Linked DNA regions of Cyprinus carpio: region 2 is linked to region 1. The links are chromatin contacts, called in public Hi-C maps. All regions are on one chromosome and are shown on one strand. The core of a region is the stretch at or near the end of the contact, and the rest is flanking DNA. Distances in the headings are between cores, read along the strand shown.

Evidence for each region. A called contact is a pair of places that touch in the nucleus more often than the background predicts.
Region 2: a contact with region 1 is called in a Hi-C map of liver, with 6 times the contacts expected there. The contact joins the promoter of LOC109048909 here to the enhancer-like site in region 1. A contact is called at or near these places in 7 of 8 Hi-C or Micro-C datasets (liver, red blood cells and skeletal muscle).

The regions. Positions count from the first base shown.
Region 1 is chrA3:13,579,879-13,585,300 of ASM1834038v1, reverse strand. LOC109048909 (bromodomain-containing protein 4-like) reads left to right here. Exons shown (of 20, transcript XM_042719273.1): 3 at 4,767-5,136. The coding sequence starts at 4,897. Among protein-coding and RNA genes, the nearest start is that of LOC109049013, 19 kb to the right of the region's middle. Within about 2 kb of position 2,835, at least 1 of the 8 cell types and tissues checked has an H3K27ac peak or open chromatin away from gene starts, as enhancers often do. A contact at or near this core is called in liver, where this site is marked.
Region 2 is chrA3:13,619,788-13,625,209 of ASM1834038v1, reverse strand. LOC109048909 (bromodomain-containing protein 4-like) reads left to right here and starts at 2,591. Exons shown (of 20, transcript XM_042719273.1): 1 at 2,591-2,744.

The sequences.
Region 1 (5,422 bases), core at 1,586-4,085:
CCTGCTGATTTTGTAAGTTTGCCCACTTAAAGAATTTTTTTTTATGGTATTATTTTAACTGATAGAGAGAAAATCAAAAAAGCAGCATACAAATGTAATTTTTTTTTTTTTTTTTTTTTTTTTTTTTTACATTTTAGTGAGTCAAATAAGTATTTCATTCTCTACCAACAAGCAGCAGCACCATCTAAATGTTTCAGAGAAGGCTTGTGAGAATGTGCTGTGGTCAGACCAAAATTGAGCTTTTTGGCATTAACTCGACTCGTCGTGTTTGGAGGGAGAGAAATGCTGACTATGACTCCAAGAACACCATCCCTACAGTCAAGGACGGAAGTGGAAACCTTATGCTTTAGGGCTGCTTTAAGGCTCAGGGTACAGGATGACTTCACCGCATTGAGGGGCAAATGGACGGGGCCATGTACTGTAAAATCTTGAAAGTGACGTGACATATGGCGAGTATGGTGACCCATACTCAGAATTCGTGCTCTGCATTTAACCCATCCAAAGTGCACACACACACCATGAAAACACACCCGGAGCAGTGGGCAGCCATTTATGCTGTGGCGCCCGGGTAGCAGTTGGGGGTTCGGTGCCTTGCTCAAGGGCACCTCAGTCGTGGTATTGCCAGCCCGAGACTCGAACCCACAACCTTGGGGTTAGAAGTCAGACTCTAACCATTAGGCCATGACTTCCCCAAATCTTGGACGAGATCCTCCTTCCCTCAGCCAGAACACTGCAAATGGCTGAAACTTCGAGTTTCCAAGAGACAGCCAAGAAACCTTAAGGATTTAGAGAGGATCTGTAAAAATGATCCTCTTACATATCACTGAAATGTAAATCTGTTTTTTTTTTATTCTGTCTCTATTAGTTAAAATAAACCTACCATAACATTTATTTTAAGTGGGCAAACTTACAAAATTAGCAGGGGATCAAATAATTATTTTCACCACTGTATGCCTACATGGTTACATTCACTTTATTTGTTTAATCCAAATGCAAACTACGGAGATGTATAGCATTTATCGCAAATCAGACAAAAAATACAGAGATATGAATTATTGCTCCTACCCAGCCCTACTGCGGGGTAATTCAGCTCCGTCCCAGCCCACCCCATTTTGGTTGCATTTTCTCCATAGTTGGGTGTATTTTTAGCTCCGCGCTTTTGTGTGTGTGCTTGTGGCCTTGGGCTGAAGATTATTCTTGTGCTCTTTGTGTACCGACTTGAACATGATGTCCCCCATTACAGAGCTAATTGGAGCAGTGAAGTTAACTCTGAGCTGAACGTCCACATCCTGGGCTTTCCAGAGATCCACAACATGAAGATGCTGGTAAACCCAGCTACAGGCTCTGCCAGACGCAAAATAAATATTTACCCTCAAACACACTTTTAAGAACAATTTTTCAAACACATCCTGTTCTGAAGTTATACAGTCACAGACTGTTGGCCAGTCCAGGAAACTTCATTGCAGATCCTGGATTGCTTCTGAACACTGAATGTACTGAGTTTTGACAGGTCTGCATTGGATAATAGAAACCCCATAGTTTACTGAAAGTACAAAACTATTATTTATATTCCATTTGTTCTATGCTCAGTTTGTATGTTTATTTCATACCACCAAACTTGCCACCTTTTGTTGAATATTGATGTTCTGTAGTTGAAATGTGCCATTGATGCAATTTCAGAATTTTCCAAAACTATTTCAGCTGCTGATTCCAACAGATATTTAGAAAGAAAAATTAGCCATTTCCCCCCAACTACACACTATAGATTTATTTTCTAGTCTTTGTTGAGTACTTGTAATATAGTAGTACATGTAGATCTCAAGTATGGCAAAGATAAGTTTAAAGTTTGTCGATCGCGCTTGTCAGTGAAGCTGAACTCTCCTCCTGTCAGCATTCAATTCACACGGACCGACCGTCACACAGAGAACACGCGATCATGCAGGACACACATCCACACTTCATAAGATCTCACAGCTGGATTCGACTAAGTTTGCAAGGTTTTTGAAATTAGATGTTCATTAGTCATTCAAAGATTTGTTTAAATGATGTAAAAGCTTATTTGCTGAATGCTGAAGGCAAACGAGAAAGTATTATGTTTGCCTTTCTATTACTAACAATATAAAAGCAATCTTTATAATACTTTTTTTGAATACATTTTAATTCATTTGTTTAACCATTCTATCTGATTATTAGACAGACGTCTATCCATATTAGACAGAACTGTTAACAACGACAGCAAACAAGAGGGAGAATGTAAGCACTAAGTGTTCAGGTGCTGCATTCTCAGCGCCGTCAAATTAAAATCCCGCCATGAACGCATCGGCCAAACAGAAAAACTTATCTGCCGATATTTGAAAAATGCCAAATATCGGCCGATATATCGGCCTTGGCAATATATCAGTCAACCACTAATTGAAACCCACTGAATGGCCTAATATCATGATTGAATGCTGTAACAAGAATCTAAAAGAGAAGTGAAATGAAGTGTGTCAGTGAGAGATGTGCCTGGCTTTTCTGTGGGCCTGGTGCAGGACACTTGGCAGCTGCTGTGCTATAAAATCATCATAACACTACTGTTTTTAAAACATCCAAAGCTTGTGTACATTATATGCAGAACACAAGTTCACTTCCTTTTCATTATCTGACCTGCAGCGGTAAATACCCCTAATTTGACTACAGAAAACCACACTGGAGGACGCTTTGAAAGACTGGATTCATTTTGCATCATACTACTGTAGCAAATTCAGATTGACAATTTGTTATTCAGATTACTCTAGGTGAATATTGTGTTGTTTTCTTTTCCACCTCAGTCATTCTTAATTCAGGAATGGCAGTCACTGTGGACTCATCCTGACTGAATGCATTCTGGTGTATCATGTTTTATGAAGCCTTGACAGGAGACTGGGGGACTTGACAGGAGACTGGGGGACTGTGCCAGTGAGTCACTACAGCACTTGTGTTACAGTGAGATACATGCTGTCGGGGAGTAGCAATCTGTCCGCACACTTCATCAGATGTCACAACACATTCCTCTGATCTGGTTTTCTCATTTCTTTAAACACAGAGACATCCAGTTCACGCTGAATGTTCCCGTTCTGATTATTTACTGCGGTCTAAACCTGAAGCATTTTTCAGTTGAGTCATCCAAGTAATACTTTCGGTAGTAGTGCTGCATTACTGTTGTTTACAAGTTGAAAGCCTGTGAGCTTGTAGAAAGATTAAATCGAAGGCTCTAGACAGCAGTATGAGGTGACATGAGGTTTCATTAGCAGGAAGTGTAAGTGTGGGGATTGCCAGATTACCCAGGCAGCAGTAGTAGTGGTGGGGGTGTGATTACTAGAGAGACAGATATTTGGGCCCTCCTTTGGTAATAAATTACAAGGCTGACCTTTAACATGCTTCAATCGAAAAACAACTGGCTGAGGAACAAGAATTGATTGTGGAGGTGCAGAATGGTTTCGTCTGCTGAGCTCCACTCCGGCTGTACTCTGCCACATTACTCTGTGATGGAGCTTAATTTGGAGGTGAGGTCACCTGGTCACGTCGTGTTGATGAGCTGACACTAATGTGCGCTCGCACTCTCTCTTCTCCTCTTCCCTCTCTCTCTCTGTTTTTCCCTTACTCAAGCACAATTATCTGATCATCTTATCAAAACAAACTGCCAGTCATTGGCCAGCCCATAGTAAGCCATAGGGCTTGTTTTCAATAAGCATACTTTTCTGTAATGGAAATCACCTAATGCAAATTTGAAAGCTATATTCTATGGCGTTAAGTTCTAAAGCAAATGATCGTTTTCTTCCGCTTGTCAATTTCAGTAGTCGATACCAGTACCAGATAACTTTTGCCGTTATCACTAGATTTTTCACATCAAAAATGTTGTTGAAAATGTGAAGTAAACAGCATTTTTCATGGAATTTAAGTAACTGGTTACTAATAGAATTGTTTGTTGCACTACCTTTTTTATTTAAAAAAAAATATTACAGAAACATGACAAGTGAGAGTAAAGATAAGCATAGAAGTTTTTAGGTATCAGCAGAATCGAGGATTCAGGTTTCAATGTTAAAGTCAGCATGAAATAAATTCTCCCTATATAGTTTCTATAAATGCATGTTATTGATCAGTTTATCTATGCATTTTTTTGACCTCGTAATTTGAAGTAATAACTTGATCTTCCAGTGAAATGACAGTCTTTTCTCTGATGACACATGCCTGAATTCTCCAATCATTTAGTTGGCTTAAACGCTGGCCCTTTTATTACAATCGACTGCAAGCTCTCATTCTCATCTGCCTCCATCCAATTAACAACATATGCACAGAACCATGCAAGTCCCCACCCTGTTTTTCTTTTTCGATGGTCCATTTCACTCAGATGCACTTAACAATATGGAAGAAAAAAATGCTAGTATCCATGTCAGTAATTAAATGTAAAAAGATAAAAATAAAAAATGTTATGCTTGTCCCACATCTGGCCAGACGGCACCTACTTGGACGTGTTACAGAGTAATAAGAGCTGTCCCAAAACCCAGTAATGGACTTGCAGACGATGTCAATGATTCAGACCGCATCGGAGGATAATTAGAGAATCCAGGGGCAATTACTTAAGCAAACATGAACCATTTGAATAATGCTGTTCTGGGGGGCAGAGAGGATGTGTGCTGGTAGTTAAGTATAATTGAGATGATAGTGATGATTACAGTGATGGATCTGATGCAGATGGCATAGATGCAAATTAAAGAGCTAATGACTGTGATTTGCTTCCTTCACAGAGAGCCCAGCGAGGAGTGCAATGGAATTAGCGGTGCTCTCCCTGCGGAGCCCGCGCCCGGCTCGAGACTGAACGAGTGGTGTCCTGCCCCACCCCCTCTCGCCCCTCTGCCCGCGATCCACCCCACCAGTATGGGGGACGGCCTGGACGCAGTGCAGATGTCGGGGAGCAGCATCAGTCAGGGGCAACCCTTGTCCCAGGCCTCTAGCGTCTTCAACCCCTGCCCCCCAGAAATCATTAACCCTACCCGGCCCAAGCGCCAGACCAACCAGCTGCAGTACCTGCTGAAGGTGGTGCTGAAGACTCTTTGGAAGCACCAGTTCGCTTGGCCTTTCCATTCTCCTGTTGACGCCGTTAAGCTGAATCTGCCTGTGAGTGAACTAACTGTCCATTTACAGTCCTGTTATGTCTCATGAGCAGATCCTGTCAGACAGCGTAGTGGCACTGACATTTACTGCAATTGTTTTGCCACTGAAATGGTGCTAGTTTTCATACTGGATCAGATCTTCTGTTTGATAATGTGCTATTTGGTCTTTGAACTGCCCTGCATTTATAGAAAATGTTACTTCATAACCGTACGTGCAAACGAACTGCATCAGTAAGTACACTTACTTCAAGCATTGACTGCAGGTTTTTGCAAAGCCTGACATATAAAAG
Region 2 (5,422 bases), core at 1,342-3,841, 40 kb before region 1:
TGAAGGGTAAAAATACCAAGAAATGTCACAACAAGAGGTCAAAACATTGCAGGTACAGACCGACTGAGTAAAAAAATCAATAAATAAAACTTGTGAATACCTCGCCACTCTTTTCAATTCCTATTCCACCAATATTAAATAAAAATCACATTTGAGAAAGATTAACACTGAGTTTGCTTGTCACGCTGCTCCGTGTGATTTCATCAAAGACTAAAGCGTCGTGTTCATCGTCTAAACACAGGTGGCGCAAGAGCACAAGATATGGACGATCATTATTTAGCCTTTCATTCACCGTTTTAACTAAAGAACGAACACAGATCACACAGAAAAAAATATGACTTACTTTAAAACAAATTACACTCAGAAATTGCTAGTAAATGTCCTAGATAATTACAAAGAAACGGGAAGTAGCCTAACCAGTGTTGGGCTCGTTACTCAAAAAAAGTAATTTATACTTGTTACTAGTTACCCCTTTCAAAGGTAATATTATTACTTTACTTCTTACTTTCTAGCAACTAGTTACACTACTAGTTACATTACTGTTCCTTCACGCACCACAAAAGTTGTAATTGTGTATCTTCCCCATAAAATCCTTCTAAAATGTTGCTAATAATATATTTCTGTCTCATCATTTGACCAAAATCTACATTGGATCCCCGTCAGACGTTTTTACAAACATTCAGTTGTGACTGATAGTGACTTTTAAGTAAAAGTGTTGTATTAATTGTCACGTGTAGCTTGAAGCTAATTGTAGTTATAATTTCTGTTACCCATTTATGATTATATTTCATGAAGTATTTTATCAAAAGAAATCACATAAGTTCACAAGATTTTTAATTATGCACTGGTGACTTCGTGTGCCTGTTCAAGTTGTGACAATTATCAAAATAAATCCAGGAATTATTGGATTGTTGGATTTTAAATCAGTAGGGGTTGAGGCATCAAAAGGAACTAAGTAATTTCAGTAATATTATTACTGAAATTATTAGTTTTTTATTATTTTATTATTAGAAATTAGTAATTAGTTACACTACTAGTTACTGCAAAAAGTAATATTATTACTGTAACTAGTTAATAGTAACTACTGCCCAACACCGGAAGTAACACATTGAATTAAAGTGAAATCTTGAAGTCGAAAGACTGAAATAGTATTTTTCTTACTCCAATAATCGTTTTATTCACATCTTCGACAGAGTATCTAATGACCTTGTGCATATTACTTTGTTAAGTGCTTTTAAATTCATCAGATAGGCCTTACATTTTTTTACATTCTTCATTATAAATCTTCTCTCTGTGCCCTTCAGATAGGCATGCTCACCAAGTGCAGGGTCTTTCAGGCAGTCTGGGGGTTTCTTTCGGACGGTCCCATAGGGATCCCTAAATCCAGGCCATGAAAACCACACAAGCAGTGATTCCAGCTGTGCTGAACACAAGCATTTAATATACTGAAGAGAGAATTAATAATCTTAGTTGTGTTGGTAATAAAAGTAGGTGCATCAAAGTATTGCACTGCATGACTAATTTTAATAATCAGAGAGACACGGGATCTGTGTAGCAAATGTCCCTCTACTTCAGAGAAGTTCACCTTTCAAAATAAACAACTGTCACTGAACAAATACATGGTCTGGGAGACTGGCTTAAATACAAGCCTCTTTTTTTATTATCTTAACTTGAATGTATATATGTAGCCTTTATATTTATATTCCTAATTTATTTATTTATTTATTTAGGTATTTATTTATTTTAGTTAAAACTAAATTACATTAATTTTTCCTGTCCAAAGTGGTTGAGCAGATTGCACACATCAAAAATACGTAGCCTACTTTTCCGCGAAATATGACTTTAAAATGACAAACATGAATATGCATCTGCGGTCTATGAAAAAAATATACTTTATACATCTCAGTTTTTTTTATAAAGTCTTAAATTATATTGTAAAATGTATTATTTTGAGAATAGGCCCCACTTTTCATTATAAAAAATATCATGGGTGTTATTTTTCAAAAATGTTTAACCCTACAATATTATGCCGAATAACACATAAAACAGTATATATATATATATATATATATATATATATATATATATATATATATATATAATATATATATATATATATAAACCCTATTTGTTCTCTTTCTCTGGGTCATGGTGCACTCTCTTTGTGATTGAAATCTCAGTGCATTTTCATTGTAAACATTGTAGCTCTTGCTCCATGCAATAAATGAATGTGCTTAAATGAGCTGGTTTTTCTTTAGTTCAACTGTTAATATTAATGGAATGACCCATTTCAGGGGCGTCCAAAATTACAATTTAAACTCAGGCAGAGCTGTAGAAATTAATCTTCATATTTACAAGAATTTTTTTTATGACCCCTTACTTGTTTTTATGTCTTTAAGGGGGAATCGAGTCTTGTTCATAGATAGATAGATAGATAAATAGATAGATAATTTTAAGTTACTTTATTAATAGACTCAATTCGGCGCATATATGTAGTTTATTTAAATCGTACTATTTAATCACGCACTTTTGATTGCACTGTTAACACCGATCTTCACACAGCAGACGGAAGAGATCAGAGCGGAGCGGTTTTAAGCGAGCTTTCACACACGTGTGACAGCAGCGCTCACGGTCCTCACGTCCTGTGCGTCCTCCGCGCGCATGACGTCACCGACGTTTCGAGCTGTTTGTTCTGGATTGTGGGAGAGAAAGAGCCCGCGCGCCCTCACAACAAAATAACGAAGGTAAATACACAAGCAGACTTGTGCAAAGCGTTTAGCTCTTCTTAAAGGTCCCGGCGTGTGTGGCGTCGTTTCGTGCAGCGGTCAAGCGCGCGATTCAGCGCTGAAATGATTGTCTGGTGCGCGCGGGGAAAGCGGCCTGTGCGTCGCTGAGTGCTAAAGCTAACAGCTCGGAGAGACATCCCCATTCATGATAACGGGTCAGTTTGGATGTTACTTCGTTCTTGTGCTGGTTGCTTTTGCGTTTTAGCGCCGAATTATCCCTTGTACGTCAAAGAGAGCGGCTAACGGAGGGCTCCGAGGTTGTTTATTAGCATTAGGCCGTTTGCTGTCCAGTGCTAGCACAGCATCGCATCCCTGCTCTGCGCAGCTTGACGGCCGAGCTGCGCGATAATCTCACGTTTCCCTGTGCGGGAATGCTGGAAGATTTGACGTAAAATTGAACGAGAATAAGCGCACACGTTACGCAAAGTCAGATTAATTTAGTCGGGTTCATGTGATCCGCGCTCGTCTCAAGCGTCTGACATTGACAGACGTGTTTTAATAACGGGCCGCGCTCGCTTGAAGCTCTGGGTGTTGAGTGTAGAGTGTTGTTTTGATTGCACGCACACACACTGATAAGTACACACGCCGGACGAGTCCGTGTCGTACACCGTTAGCATCTTTAGCGGGACGAAGGAAACGTGCAGCGCACTCTCCCGCTTTTAATGCCTGTTACAGTCTCTCAACCGCATTACATTGCCTTAACAAATGTTTTGCATGACTATAAACTCGTTTAATGGTACTATAATGGTGTGGCCCTAGGTGTTTTAGCGACTTTGAGCATAAGCACTCCTCTGAGCTGCCCGCAGTCGCCATTTTGTGTTGCTCCTCCGTGTAACGGAGAAACACACAACCTCTACATTTTTATTAAAACAAAATGTGCGTGAGTCAGTGACGTTAGTCATGTTTTAGTTTCATCTTTCCGCATTTATTAAAGTTACTATTCCTTACATTAAAGTGCGTTTTGTGAAAACGGCATCAGTTTGGAGCAGTGTTATTAGCCTCGCAGCGCTTTCGGTTTGCGCTCAGATTTACTGAGTAACGTTAAATCCTCCGATTTTGCAGCAGAAATATCCGATATATCTACTTATGGACAGGTTTAGACGCTCAGTATATTAAGTGCATTCAGTGAACGCTGTTAGTTATTCACCTGAACTCGTGAGCGAAGCAGATCTGTGTTTATCTGACATCATAGATGTGTGATTGACAGCTGCTGAATGACTGACAGGTTTCCTAGTGTTAACTTGTTTTTGTGTTCAGCGGTGAGTTTAGGCGCTAAGCGTTTTTGCTCGCTTGTTAAATATCGTTATGTTGGAATTCGAGGTGAATTGGTGTCAGGTTCCGTTTGTGACTGTGAAATTGTATTAAGGTTTGGGGTTTATTATATTCTAGAGAATTGAAATGGCTTTTAAATCACAACCCAGGTGAGTACAGTCAGTTGTTTCGTTTGTGTATATTGTGGATCTGGCAATATTTCGTGATTTTTGCTATCAAAACTGACTGGTTTTGAAGCAGTAATTTTCAGGATTTTGAGAAATACACTTTTTTTTTTTTTTTAATTAATTTATTTATTTTTTTAATAATTGATACCGTGTGTTCCATATTATGTGTGACATTTTATGTGCAAAAGTCATTCATGACAGTAAAAATGCAGAAAGCTTGTTTATTTTTGTCTTAAATTCTAACACCAACTTTACACAATTTTATTAGTTATTTTTGATCTTTTGTTTTTGTTAAAAATGAGAACAGATAAACAATAGGGCAAAATAGGGCTGGGTGATATGGCCAAAAATATGATCACACTTTTTTTTTTTGTGTACTTTTTTTTTTTTTTTTTTTGTACTGTATTCATATTTTATCATGATATTCATGTACGTTAATGGGTTGGAAATGCTTTGCACGTTTGTTAGCCCTTGAGAACACATGTAATCATAACTCCAAATACCTTTTAATTTAGAGCCACGAAATGATTTTTTTTTTCCCAAATTCTATTTTTTCTATTTTATTTAGCCTACTTGGTTTTTCTATTCTGTTTCATGATAAATACTAATTTATCATTAAAACAAATTTTAAGTTTAATCAGTCTCTTATAATGAAATCAAATGAAAATATAACAATTTACAACAAAACATTGCATTCTTATTTTTTGTCTAAAGATGCTGCACAACAGAACTCTATAAAAACATGGATGAAAAATATTTAGGTTGTATGATATTCCTTATTGTTATTACTTTGAGGAGTGTATTTCAGTATACAATAGTAATATTTCTATATTACACAGTAGTTTTTCTCAAATGAAACTAGGGCTGAAACAATTAGTCGACATTAGCGACAATGTCAACAATAAAAAAAAAAAAAAATTGTTGACTTTTTTTTTTTTTTTTTTTTTTTTTGATCTCATATGACCTAATGTGAGAGCTTGCAATAATGCAGTTTGACCAGTGTGGCGCTGTAGCGCAAGACTGTAATTCAGCCCTCCCGGATGCAATTCAAGAGAAGACAGCGCTTCAGTTCGTAAATGCAGCCGAACCTGAAGCTGCTGAGCGTTGTTTGGATGAATGTGTTAATATATGCTGTGCGCTTTCCACTCAATAACAAAATAAACACAACAAAAACTGACCGCAGTGTGAAAGCAGCAC